2 separate regions of the Anser cygnoides genome follow, and region 2 is linked to region 1. A link is a contact called in public Hi-C data. All regions are on one chromosome and are shown on one strand. Each heading gives the region's core, a stretch centred on a gene start, on an enhancer-like site or on the middle of the called end of the contact. The rest is flanking DNA. Distances are from core to core; before and after follow the strand shown. Region 1 overlaps FRMD4A (FERM domain containing 4A). Region 2 holds the start of HSPA14 (heat shock protein family A (Hsp70) member 14).

Region 1 (2,870 bases), core at 108-2,607:
TCTCCTTATAAATCATAAAATCCCAGGATGGTTTGGGTTGGAAGGGACCTCAAAGCCGCCCCAGTGCCACCCCCTGCCATGGGCAGGGACACCTCCCCCCAGCCCAGGCTGCCCAAAGCCCCATCCAGCCTGGCCTTGGGCACTGCCAGGGATGGAGCAGCCACAGCTCCTCTGGGCAGCCTGGGCCAGGGCCTCACCGCCCTTACAGTGAAGAATTTCCTCCTAATATCTAATCTAAACCTACCCTTTTTTACTTTAAAGCCGTTACCACTTGTCCTATCACTACTAAATGTCTGATCCTGAACTCGCTGGCGTGACAAGTGGAGTTCACCAGCCTATTTGAACATCTCAGACGGTGCAAAGCACGATGCTGAGCCAAGGCAGGCACAGGCGATGTCCCAGCTGGTCTCCAGGACAGCCCAGAGCTGCCTGGGCTGCTAGATCCCCGCTCTGCCCACCCTTGTCTGCATTTCCGCAAGCCAGGGCAGCTGTCTGGAAATTCAGATGGAACCCAGGCGATTCAAAGCATCCTGAAATTGCTACTTTCCCCTTTATTTATTTTTCTAGAAAGGAGAGGGAGCTACAAATCTGGTTAAATTGCTAAAGAGCTGTTGTTGCTTAATTGCCAAGGGAGTTTCTCAGTTGCCCCAAGTACATGCGCTGCTAAGGAGCAATGGGCAGGCACTTGTGAAAGCCAAGTGTGTTTGCTGACAGAGTACATTGTTGAGGCTTGTGGCAACCCTAGAACTTAAATTAACACTTTTTTTTTTTTTCAAACCAAGCTTTTTTCTTCTTCTTCTTTTTTGGTGGCATGAAGAATTAATCTTGAGGATTAGCATGAGCTGGTGAATAGACACTGGAATAGAGCTCAGGACATCTGAAAACCATTTCCTGCTTTATTTGCTGTACGATTCCCACCCCCAAAAAAAAAAAAAAAATCGCTCCAATTCTCTCTCCCCTTGCTTGTCTAGACAGCAGACTGCTGAAGGCACGGGCTGCCTCTCCCTCTGGGTGAAATCCGGTCTGCCTGAAATCAATAGCAAAATGATCACGGGATGCAGCCCTTGCATCACTTTGTGCAGCAGCAAAATTCCTGCTGACTTCAGGGGAAACCTGAATTTCACCCTATGTATTTCCACAGCCCCTAATTTAACGGGGCCTTTTTCTCAGCTGTGGAGTGAGATGTGGCCCCGTAAGACAAATAATGGTATTTATAAAATGCCGCTCACGTGTGCACAGCCCTTTACGATGCGTGGAACGTGACAAAGAACAGAGCTGCTGCCCAAGAAAGCTTCCAGCTGCAGGGCACAAATGGGTAAATTGCAGGAGAAAATAACAGCGACAGGTACCACCGAGATTCGAGAAGAGCAGCGTGTGGTAATTGGGGCTGGAACGTTTCACGGAGCAGCTGTTTTTCAGGAGCTCTCTGAAGGAGGAAAAAAAAAGGCTGGGCAAACCTACTGCAAGCATGTGGGTGGTAAATAAACTGTCTGAGGCTGTAAACAGTCAGGCTTAGCCTTGGGTGAAATATTGCAGGCCTTGTGGAAACTCTTAACAATAAGGATTTCTAATGAAAATCTTGACAGACTTTCAACGATACAATTGTTCCGGGGGGTTGCAATAAAAAAGGTGAAGCTCATAACATCTGGGGCTGCCGGCTTGCCCCCTGACACACTGAACTTTAGCTGCTCGATTCCCAGGCTGAAATGTTGCCAGGCTGATATCGCCCCCGCTCCTCAAACATTTGCTGTGCTCTTTCTCAAATAGCACGCAGTGGCCAAGGGCAAACAGCAGGCACTTCGCTTCATCTTTTGTACCACCTCTGACCTCGCTGCGGCGAGATGCAAGCGCCGGGCTCACAACTCTCTCTCTTTTCTCTTGCCAGTGGACACTTGAACTGGCTTCAGCTGGACCGCAGGGTGCTGGAACATGACTTCCCCAAAAAGTCAGGACCGGTTGTTTTGTACTTTTGTGTCAGGTAAGTGTGTGGCAAGAAACCCTTCCCATGAATTACAGCTATTCCCTAGGAGCCAAGAAGCAGGGTTATCCATTTCTCACACTGTAGAAGCCCCTGTGGGCAAGCAAACACGTTTCTGGAGGTTGCTTGTGAGCTCCTCATCCCTGAAAACTCCTCTGACACAAGCATAAATTAGAAATATCCGCACTGACACCCCTATCTGCACAGAGGGAAACCTGGTATGAGGGACAGATCAGATGTTATGGCTTTCACAGGTCTACATTTTTATTTATGGGGTTTGGAGACTCCTGGAAAGCCCAAGCTGGGCAGGGCTGCAGAACGAAGACCTCTTTCTGCCAGGACAAGCAGCCTGAACCAGCCACCTGGATGGAGAGCACTCTAACATGCTTCCTTGCTGGCCATCCATCCATTTCCCCCAGATTGCACCCGGACTGTGCGTTGTGTCAGGGGCTAAATTAATCCCAGTATAACTTGTATTTACCTTCTGGGCTCAACCACGCCGTGGTGCGATGGATTATCTGCAAATATCAAATGGTGGCATTTTCTGGCAACCAGTTGGCTTCTGCATGTGCATGTAACATATTCATAGACTGGGCTGGACCAGACTAGCAAGATTGTAATGAAGATTTTACCAGTTTGGGAGACTTTCTCTTCACCTATGAATTTTGCAGCAACTGTTAGGAGATGTTTGAAAGCAGTCAGTGCTCCTGTGTACACAGAATCTTTGCCTCCAAGGGAGATACTTTCTGAGAAAAAAAATTTGCTCTTGCAGCTCTAAAACAACCAGAGAGAGGCTGGGGGTTGGGATGGCATATGTACGAAATTAAGTCGGGGCGGTTGACTTACTTTTAATGCACAGTTCATGTCTAGAGCTAGCCAGTGCAGTGTTACT
Region 2 (2,890 bases), core at 259-2,758, 490 kb before region 1:
ACCTCCTCGCTCTCCGTGAAGGCCACGACGGCAGGAGTCACCCGGTCCCCGGCATCGTTGGCCACCACGTCCGCGCGGCCGTCCTGCGGGGAGAAGCGTCTGTCAGCACGGCCCCTGCACCTCCTCCCTCCTCTACTACTACCACCTCCTCTCCTTCTACTACCACTACTATCTCCTCCTCCACTACTACTGTCACCTCCTCCTCCTACCACTACTACATCCTCCTCCACCTCAATCTCCACTTCCTCCTCCTCCACCATCACCTCCTCCTCCACCTTCTCTACTACTACTACTACCTCCTTCTTCTGCTACCACTACTACCTCCTCCACCACCTCCTCTACTACTACCACCATCTCCTCCTTCTATCACTACCTCCTCCCACCTCCTCCTCCATCTCTGCTTCCTCCTCCTCCCACCTCTACTACTACCTCCTCCTACTACCACTACTACCTCCTCCACCTCCTCCTATCACTACCACCTCTTCTTTCTACTACCATTACTAACTCCTCCTCCCACCACCTCCACTACTACTACTCCCATCTCCTCCCTCTACTACCACTATCTCTTCCTCCCACCATCTCCTGCTCCTCCACTTCCTCCTCCTATGCTACTACTACCACCTCTACCAGCTCCTCTACTACCACCACTACCTCCTCCTCCACCTCCTCTACTACCACCACTACTTCCTCCTCTACCTCCTCTACTACTACCACTACTTCCTCCTCTACCTCCTCTACTACTACTCCCACCACCTCCTCCTCCACCTCCTCCTCCCACCACCTGCTCTACTACCACCTCCTCCTTCTACCACTATTACCTTCTCCACCTCCCCTACTACTACTCCCACCACCTCCTCTACTACCACTACTACTTCTCTCCTCCACCTCTCTGCTACCACCTCCTCCTTCTACTATCACTATTACTTCCTCCATCTCCTCTACTACTACCACCACCCCCTTCTCCTCCACCCCCTTCTACCACCACCCCCTACTACCACCACCCCCTACTACCACCACCCCCTTCTACCACCACCCCCTACTACCACCACCCCCTACTACCACCACCCCCTTCTACCACCACCCCCTTCTACCACCACCCCCTACTACCACCACCCCCTACTACCACCACCCCCTACTACCACCACCCCCTACTACCACCACCCCCTTCTACTACCACCCCCCCCACCCCCGCACCTTGTACACGGCCGCGCACGCCGAGGACGCTCCCAGATGCACGCCGATGGCCGCCATCAGCCCCTCCCTGCTCCCCGTGCGCCCGCCGCCCCACAATGCCCCGCCGCCAGCCAATCGCGCCCCGCCTCTCTCCGCGAGCACCAATCGGCGCCCGCCTCTCATACACGGCTCACGGCTTCCCCGCCTCCTCTCCCACGCGCCCTCGCGGCTTCGGAGTGACCAATGAGAAAAATCGGGGTGTGCGTGCGTCATCAGGCATAGCAACGCGGCAGACTTCGTCCCTGAGGGGCGGGCGGGCGGCGGCTGAGGGGAGTTCGTCAGGGCTGAGCTTGAGTTTATTTAACGCCCAAAATAAAGATTAATGCAAAGAAAGGCGCAGGAAGCTATTTCCTGCGTGTACAGGGCGGGGGTGGGCGGCGGGTTTGTGTATTTTATGCCGTTGGCTTCTCTCAATGTTTAATTGCAGGCAATGAAGCACATGCAGGCAGTATAAATATATATATATTTTTAGCCAAATATCATTAAGGAGGCGGCGGAGCTGAAGTGCTGCCTCTGCGTGACCTAACCAGCCGTGACCAACATCCGAGCGTAAATCATGCCACGTGGGGATGTTGCACCGCCGCTGGAGAAGCCCATCTGCGTTATCACTGAAGAAATAATATAAAATACAATAAAAGCCAACAAAATGATTTCTAGTCAGTGTGCTTTTTAACTCAGCTCACGGTCTGGGGGACTTGAACACCGGTCAGGCAGAGCCCAACTCCTGCCACCACGCCAAAAGCTGCTCAGGCTCTGGTGGGCTGGGAGGGATGTGCAGGGGAAGGGGCAGCAGGATGAACGAGGTGGGGTAGGGAGAAAAGGGTGTAAGGGGTTATAGGATCGCAGCCCCTGTGCCCGGTGCGGGGTGCTGGGTGCGGACCGAGTGCCTGCATCTTCCCCAACCTGGTGTGTGTGGGGCCTGTGTGGGCAGTTGGGGTGATTATCCAGTACTGTGTCCAGCTCTGGGCTCCCCAGCACAAAAAAAAAGACAGGGATCTCCTGGAAAGAGTCCAGCGGAGGGCCACAAAGATGATGCGGGGCCTGGAACATCTCCCCTGTGAGGAAAGGCTGAGAGACCTGGGTCTGTTCAGCCTGGAGAAGAGACTGAGAGGGGATCTCATCAATGTTTACAAATACCTGAGGTGTTGGAGACAGAGGGATTTGGCCAACCTCTTTTCAGTGGTCTCTGGGGACAGGACAAGGGGCAATGGCCACAAAATGGAGCCCAGGCAGTTCCGCCCCAACATGCGAAAGAACTTCTTCACGGTGAGGGTGACGGAGCCCTGGGACAGGCTGCCCAGGGAGGTTGTGGAGTCTCCTTCTCTGGAGACATTCAAGGCCCGTCTGGACGCCTACCTGGGCAGCCTGCTCTGGGGAACCTGCTTTGGCAGGGGGGTTGGCCCCGATGATCTCTGGAGGTCCCTTCCAACCCCTACAATTCTGTGATTCGGTGATTTGGATTTTATTTCTCTCTAAATGCCATGTGGTACCGCCTCACTGTATTGCTCAGAAGTAAACACTGGCCTTATCCTTGGTTTATGTATGGTATGCTGACGGGTCAAGAGAATGAATATGATCACATAGAGGTTAAAGGAGTTATCAAAACTTCCAAAGGGATTTTGTGTCCCCAGACTGATCCTGGGTTTCTTAAGTCACA

Evidence for each region. Hi-C and Micro-C count contacts between places; a contact is called where the count stands out from the background.
Region 2: a Hi-C map of liver shows a contact between it and region 1, with 1.6 times the contacts expected there. The contact joins the promoter of HSPA14 here to the enhancer-like site in region 1. A contact is called at or near these places in 2 of 7 Hi-C or Micro-C datasets (granulosa cells and liver).

The regions. Positions count from the first base shown.
Region 1 is chr1:7,431,373-7,434,242 of Taihu_goose_T2T_genome, reverse strand. FRMD4A (FERM domain containing 4A) reads left to right here. Exons shown (of 23, transcript XM_048062551.2): 4 at 1,886-1,978. Among named protein-coding and RNA genes, the nearest start is that of PRPF18, 110 kb to the right of the region's middle. Within about 2 kb of position 1,357, at least 2 of the 3 cell types and tissues checked have open chromatin away from gene starts, as enhancers often do. A contact at or near this core is called in liver, where this site is marked.
Region 2 is chr1:7,916,868-7,919,757 of Taihu_goose_T2T_genome, reverse strand. HSPA14 (heat shock protein family A (Hsp70) member 14) reads right to left here and starts at 1,508. Exons shown (of 14, transcript XR_010825842.1): 1 at 1,195-1,508; 2 at 3-83.